Regions from separate parts of the Gossypium raimondii genome. Here region 2 is linked to region 1. The links are chromatin contacts, called in public Hi-C maps. All regions are on one chromosome and are shown on one strand. The core of a region is the stretch at or near the end of the contact, and the rest is flanking DNA. Distances in the headings are between cores, read along the strand shown.

Region 1 (3,790 bases), core at 1,011-3,510:
AGTAGTGGCTCCAGTTAGGAACAAGTTCATAATTCCTTTATGACTCCTAGGTGCTCACTCGAAAAAAATTACCTTGCCCAATTTGATCTCCAATTGTCAAGTCCTCCCACAAGATTTCGTAATCTAAACAATCGACATCCATCTCAGCTCTATTAACTGCACTACTGCTAGTACTTCCAAAGCTGCTGACACTGCTGGTGCTGTAAACATTAACAGAGGATGACCACGAGCCTGATGGCTCATTATTGACAGGGGTATTATTTTCATTAACGTGGCCTTCAGATTTTGCAGCAGAATATGAGCTTTTCTGTACAAATAAATCATTCTCTTGATCATTTGCCAATCCAGGCCATACAAAACGAGTAGTTCTTGCCTCTGATCCTGCTCGATCATTCTCTTTCCAAGGCCACGATATCCCCTTTTTACCCACTAAGGTCATAATCTTTTGGATTGCAGGTTTTCCTTCACTCTCATCACCAGAATTGTGAGAGGTGTTCATGGGGGACTTTTCATCCAACGGATAAAATACACTAAAGGCAGATGGGTAAATACTTCCCCTAGGTGTACAAGCTCCACTGGAAACTGCATCTTCTTTAAGATCAGAATGAGCTGCAATGGAGCAACCATGCTCCAAATAATGACCATCTCCACTTTCTCCTTCACGATCGACACAATACTCTCCCATCTTAAATTTGGACTTCATTTTGTTGCTCACCTTAAGCGCCTGCATAACTCTTAACAATCAATCCAAGCCAAACTACAAATATATATAGTAACACTAAAATCCAACTTCCAACACATTAAAATTAAGGAACTAATACCAAATTTGTTAGTTCTGATGCAATTGCTGTTTGCATAGGTTGTTGAGGATCCAGACCAAGTTTAGCTGAGACAGCATTTTTAGACCGGCTAAAGGTTGAATCTCCTTCAGGTTGCTTTCCAGCCAACACTGCAGCTCTCCTTTCTTGCAAAGGCTGAGTATCACTGGATACACAAATGATTCCAACTAATGAACTATCATCGTCATCATCCTCATCATAAAAAGGAGTATACGTTGCAACAGCCAAAAACCTCTCCCCCATTTTATTCTTGAAAGGAAATTGTCCAGTCCAGCTATCCCCCGTCATAACACAATGAACAATATTAAGTGCAACAGCGAAATCCCTATGATCAACAAGAAGTTGAATGGCATCTTGCTCTAAAGCCTCTGCTGCTGAATAACCATAAAGTTTTTCGGCAGCTTTATTCCTGCAAAAAAGAAAAGCATAATTTTTTTTTTAAATGAAAAACTATGCTCAAATGATAATGCTTACTTAATACTTTTTTTCTATTTAAGTTACAATTTACTTCAAATTACAACCATAATTAATAGTTAAAAGCAAAAAGTAACTAAATCAACTCAAACTAACTCATCAGAATAAATATAAGATCAAACCCAGTGAAATTTGAACTTTGGAGCTCAAAGTTCCCTAACCTCCTTGCCATTAAGCCAAAGGCCCCATTCTCTATAATGCTACTAAGTAGTTAATAAACAATGTTAAACCACATCACTAATTACTAATTTAGAACATAAAAACTTGGTCTTTGCAACTGAATGATCTTAAAAGCGAAACCCTTTTCGCTTACCAATAAATTATACGGCCACTAAGATCAAATATATGAACAGATTGCCCCATAGACTGAAATATATTCAAATACTGGCTGTTAGTGAAATTGACGGCTGCTGGCCCGACGTTCCCGGTTCTTTCGATAGCTCCTCCTCTTCCTCCTACTCCTAAATCTCCTCCGGTGCCGCTGTCGCCATTGACAGTGTCATTGTTTCTGCTCTCTCTTCGCAACGGCGAGGAGTGCCGAAACGAAGCTGAATCTTTCTTCCAAGCAGCAAGCTTCGCCGCGTTCCCCGGGAAGCGCGGACGTCGAGGGGAAGTAGAGTGAGATCTTTGATGAGTTGAATTGGCCTTGGAATCGCCACCGGATTGTTTTAAAATAGAAATTTCTTGCTTGAGATCGGCATGTCCCGCTTCAAGTATTTGGATCTTCTTCAAAAGCTCCTCTGCTGAAGGGGTTTCCATATTCCCTTCAAACAATCGAATTCAAAGCATGGATCTTCAAATCGTTCATAACATATAAAGATTTCTCAACCTCTCTCTGTGCGTGTTACAAACTTTCCTCTTCAACAGGTCAAACTCTAAGACTTAAAAGACCGAATATTTTCTTTCCGGGCGGTTTCTCTGTTTCGGTTGGTAAGCGGCTAACTTTTTTATGTTAGATATTTTCATTATTCAGAAGATATTTTTAATGCTATGGTTTTCTTTAATAAAAAGGGGTTAATTCACGTGACCATCCTTAAACTATGATCTAATTTTAAATTGGTCTCCAACTTTAAAACATCCTCACAATATCAATATCAATATCAATATCAATATCAATATCAATATCAATATCAACTAGATCGTTCTTCAAGCCTAGTATTAACTTTGATGTTAAGGCTCATGAAACATTTAACACGTAGATTAAATTGAGAACATGTATACACTTCTTGTATGTATAGTTTGAATTTGATATTTTAAAAACTTGCTCTCTTAAATTTTATTTTATCAACACATTAAATCCAAACCGTTTATTTGATAGTTGCGAGACAAGTTTATAATTTGATCCCCATAAGTTAAATATGTTCCACGTCAAGTCTAAACTACCATTTAATGCCTAAATAGAGGATTAAGTTGTTGGAAGGCTTTGATAGATATGATACTACTATCTAAAACCCAAATAAATGATTAAGTTGGTAGAAGGATATGATTGATATAATATTAATAGTTTAAATATTTAATCAAACTATTTTGAACTTGAAGGATGAATTTATAATTTTGAGGATAATATATGGATGTTTGTGGAATTAATCTAAAAAGGATGGGAATGGGTTATTCCATGAATGTCAAAAAGGGTAAAGTCCAAAGCTTTGGGAAACCATTGTCATTGTCGACAAAAATATAATGAGAGATTGACATGGAATACGGAATACCTAACCTAACCTCATCTCATCCCCACACCCATCCATTCAGCCACGGTTTGTTCACATTAAAATATTTTGAAGTTAAAATAATAAAGAGTATTTATGTCATTCATTAATTTTATAATTTTTGCACTAAATAATTTAAATTACAATTTTAAAAAAATTAAAATGGATTAATGATAAATTTGAAAATTTAAGATTTGTTTACCACTTTAATCTTTTGTGTTGTTATAAGTGTCACATAATTTATTATCTAGGGTAAACTATACAATTAAACATCTAAGTATTAAAATTTACATTTTAGCATTCAAAATAAAAATTTACATTTTAAACACTCATGTTACATAGTTCACTCTCGTCAAAACCACAAATAGTAAGTTAATGTGACAATTAAAAAGCCACTATAATAATGAATTTAACCCTCAAGATATTAAATCAATTTAGTCATAATTTTTAAAATTAATCCTTAAAATTTATAAATGATCTTAATTTGATCCTAATTCTAAAAAAATTAAAGAAATATATAAATACATAAATTAAAAGATATAATAATAAATTTGAATTTTATATTAATATTAAATAAAATAAAATAACCTCCCTCACCGGGTCCCTCCCCCACTACCATCCCCCTCTCTCACGTTGTGTGCTACTGCAAATGAAGGAATTGTGTCTACATTATGTTTATCCTTGGTTTACCCGCCCTGTCATGGGAAATTTTTTCTTCCTATATCTCTTTGCCTCAAATTCCCTAACATACCCAATTTAAATATGGGCATT
Region 2 (3,744 bases), core at 563-3,062, 180 kb before region 1:
AGTCAGTGGGGTAAGTTTGCTATACATCAAACTATCAAGATCAACCTCTTTATTCCTAGGATCCATTCTGACCTAAAAAGAGGCCGAATCATTCACCAGTGTATCAAGAAGGAAAATTTCAAATCAATGCAGCCATGTAAGGGGAAAGGAAAAACGAAAACACTAGGAATGGTCAAAGTTTCATACAGACAAAGCACAGAACTAATGTTTGAAATTATACTTAGCTTATACCTTGTCGAAGTTAACAATAAATATAGCAGTTGGCACAGGTCTATCCATCTCTTTAGCAGAATATCCCCCACTTTTGATGTCAAATATATATGAATATAGCTTTTGGAATACTGGCTCCACAGCTGTTGCTTCCACCTCAAATAGGGGCACCTCTCTCCCAAAATCAGGCTAATATGTAAAATGAAAAAAGAAAAAAGAAATTGATATACAAAAGAATTCATATAGTTAATATTCTTTCCACTATCAAGAGTAATAGTAAATATGAAGCAATATAGTAGACCTCTCTTGCAGAACCAGCAGGAACCATGACCCCCTTCAGTGCCTTCTCAAGCGCAATCAATTCTGGCTGTCCTGCCTATAGTAGAACAAATAAGTGAAGAACAACACTAACAACTCAATTTAGATATCTAGCTGAAGCTTAAACCAGTAGTAATTATTAAGATGCAATAAGGAATGAAAAAACTTACAGGAAATGTGTTATAAACAACATGATGTTCGATATCAAGGGGCTCCTCGGTCTCGAGACAGGAAGGCCTATGAGAGGGAAAGCTAACTCTCAGAAACTCCTCCAATTTCTGTGAATCGACATTGTACCGATAGCCACCATCTCCATTGAGACCAATTAGCACCACATTCACCTCGAGCGGAACCTGAAATGGAACCTGCACAACAGAACCTGTTCTAATCATACCCATAGATGAGTAAAACTAAGCTAACAGCCACAACCTCTTCATGTTTCTAGGGATTTCAGGAACGCAATTTAAATTTTGAATCACATTTTGGGAGAGATCAACTGCGTAGCTCATTCACTCAAGTCGAAACCTATAATATTGGTAAGTTCCTTTAAAGTAATCATTAAAACAACAAAAAGTCAATGAAAATTGGCGAGAAAAATGTCCATATAAGTTTCTTTAGAGATTTAACAAGATTTTTAGAAAGGGAACCTTTTCTAATCATAACCAGAGATGAGAAAAACTAAGCTAGCAGCCACTAACTCTTCAAGGTTCTAGAGATTTTCAGAACGCAATTCGAATTTTGAATTACATTTTTAGGAGAGATCAACTGTGTAGCTCAAATTCAGTCAATTCGAGTCCTATAATTTTCGTAAATTCGACGCTCTAAAGTAATAATTAAAATGAAAAAACCTCGATGAAAACCCGACATTATTAATAATATGAATTTCTTTCAAAAAAGAAAACTCGATGAAAATTGGCGAGGAAAAAGTCGTCATTAATTTCTTCACAGATTTAACAAGATTTTCAGAGCGAGAATCGATTACCTCAGCACGCGTGTGGAGCGTGCGGCGAACATCGGATCGGACGCTGTCGCGAACTTCGAGGAATGCGCTATGGTGCCAGTGAGGGAGGCCGGGGTCTCTTTTGAACGCTTGTTGAGTAGAATCGGAGAGAGTTGCGAGTCCACTGAGTGTAACGAGAAATATCGCATATGATAACATAGACGATAACCTCGATCTCGATTCCATTTCAGTGATAAAAACAGAGGAGAAATGCGTGAAAATGCTACTCAATTAATTTTGTATGAGCTTTTTAGCCATTACCGGCGATGACTTGCGCCTAGACTGAACTGTGAATTAATAATTTACAAAGTTTCCAAAATGATCCCTGCTTTTGTGGTTAAATTACGAGATGTAGAATGAAAACATTTTATAATGGGCCTTTTGATTTTGGGCAATCAATTTTCAACTTGAAGCAGCCCACCCCATCTTCTCCTTTCATCAAATTACGAAGGGTTAGACTTGGTGTATATTTTAGCCCTTTGTGGTTTTTGTTTAATTAGTACTTAATTTTAAAAATAGTTAAATAATTTGACATTTTTATTTAAAATGTGTTTTCCGTTATTTTGAAAAATAAATAGAGTGAAAAGAAAATTAAAATGATGAAAAATTGAAGGATGGAAAAATAAAAGATAAAAATATATGTAATTTTTCTTTTATATATGCTACTGGTAGAAAAGATGGAAAAGATTTTTTTTCTTTCATTACCAGGTAAAATTGAAAGATTAAATGAAATAAAATAAAACATTTGAAAAATACACAATTTAAACTAAGAGACACTTCTCTCTCACTTTCTCTCCAATCGTCATTCCAATTTGGAAGAATTTTTTTTATGCATTAGAATGAAAAATTATCATTTCTCCTATTTTCTTTCCCACCCAGTACACTTAAAATTTATTTTCTTTCCACTTTTCCACTCCCTTTCGACATCGCTCCACTTTTTCACCTAACTGAGCACACCCTTAAGATTTGCTTGGTACAAAGGAAAGAAATTTAGAAAAATGGAGAGGAAAACTAGAAGGATGGAAAATATAAAATTTCTTTCCATAGATGTGCTTGGTAGAAAAGATGAAAAAAAAAAGTAATTTTCTTTCTCTCAATTGCTTGGTAGAGTTGAAAAGTGAAAGCAAAGCAAATAAAACAACCGAAAAATGTAAAATTTGAACAAACATACACTTCTCTCCCAGTTTCTTTTCTCTGATCATTCCAATTTAAAAAGATTAGTTTTTTATGCATTAGAATAGAAAATGACCATCCCTTCTATTTTATTTTCTCTCACTTTTCTTTCCAACTAAATACACTCTAAATTTATTTTCTTTCCATTTTTTCATTCTCTCCTTCCATCCCTTTATTTTTTTCATCCAACCAAAAAGACATAGGTACTGTTTTGTTTGAAGAAGCACTTTTGGAATCAAAATAATATTCTTAACCCTCATTTATTATTAAATTTATTTTTTGTGATATTTATATTAGGTATACAGTTATTTCACTTCTTGAAATTTATTTCAACATTATATATATTTGAACTAATTTGTATTCTTATGTGATGCACAATTATATATATTAACTTTTAATTCTTTTATAACATAGTTTATGTTAATTTCTTCAAAAAGTCATTATTAAATTAAAAATTAATGTAATTAAAAATATTTAACTAATTTAGAATCAGTTATATTAGTGTTATTTAATCTTAAAGGTATTTACTATTAAAACAATACAAAATTCATCATGGTATAAATATTAATATTAATACATTATAGTTTAAAACTATTATTAATAATATTAATATATTATAATTTAAAAATATTATTAATAATTTCTTACAGATTCTTTATTTTACATATATTGTTAAATTAATTTGCTTTAATCTTAAAATTGTTAATATTCAATTTTGTAATTTTATGTTTATTTTGTTCTACTTTAATCAATGAATATAATTAATTCTTATTATATTTGAAAAATATAAATTTAATTTGATAAATGTTATTAATAAGTGTCTGTCTTTAAAAATATATTTTAAGCTTAACAATTTAATATCCATTAATTTAATATTATAACATTAAAATTTAATTTAAGTAAAATCTTCTACTTTGATAAATGTTGTTATTATCATGTGTCTTTCTTCTTCTTTTTGGTGAAAAGTAAAGAACAAATGATTACATGGATTTATTCATAGATACAGTGCCTCTAATACTATCTTCTTGCAGTATTTCTTTGAT

Evidence for each region. Hi-C and Micro-C count contacts between places; a contact is called where the count stands out from the background.
Region 2: a Hi-C map of leaf shows a contact between it and region 1, with 3 times the contacts expected there. The contact joins the promoter of LOC105777240 here to the promoter of LOC105777303 in region 1. A contact is called at or near these places in 2 of 2 Hi-C or Micro-C datasets (both in leaf).

The regions. Positions count from the first base shown.
Region 1 is chr10:48,078,641-48,082,430 of ASM2569854v1, reverse strand. It overlaps LOC105777303, which reads right to left and starts at 2,260. Exons shown (of 13, transcript XR_001128243.2): 1 at 1,627-2,260; 2 at 822-1,248; 3 at 73-724.
Region 2 is chr10:48,261,070-48,264,813 of ASM2569854v1, reverse strand. LOC105777240 reads right to left here and starts at 1,812. Exons shown (of 16, transcript XM_012600384.2): 1 at 1,511-1,812; 2 at 699-893; 3 at 512-586; 4 at 232-399; 5 at 1-72. The coding sequence starts at 1,714.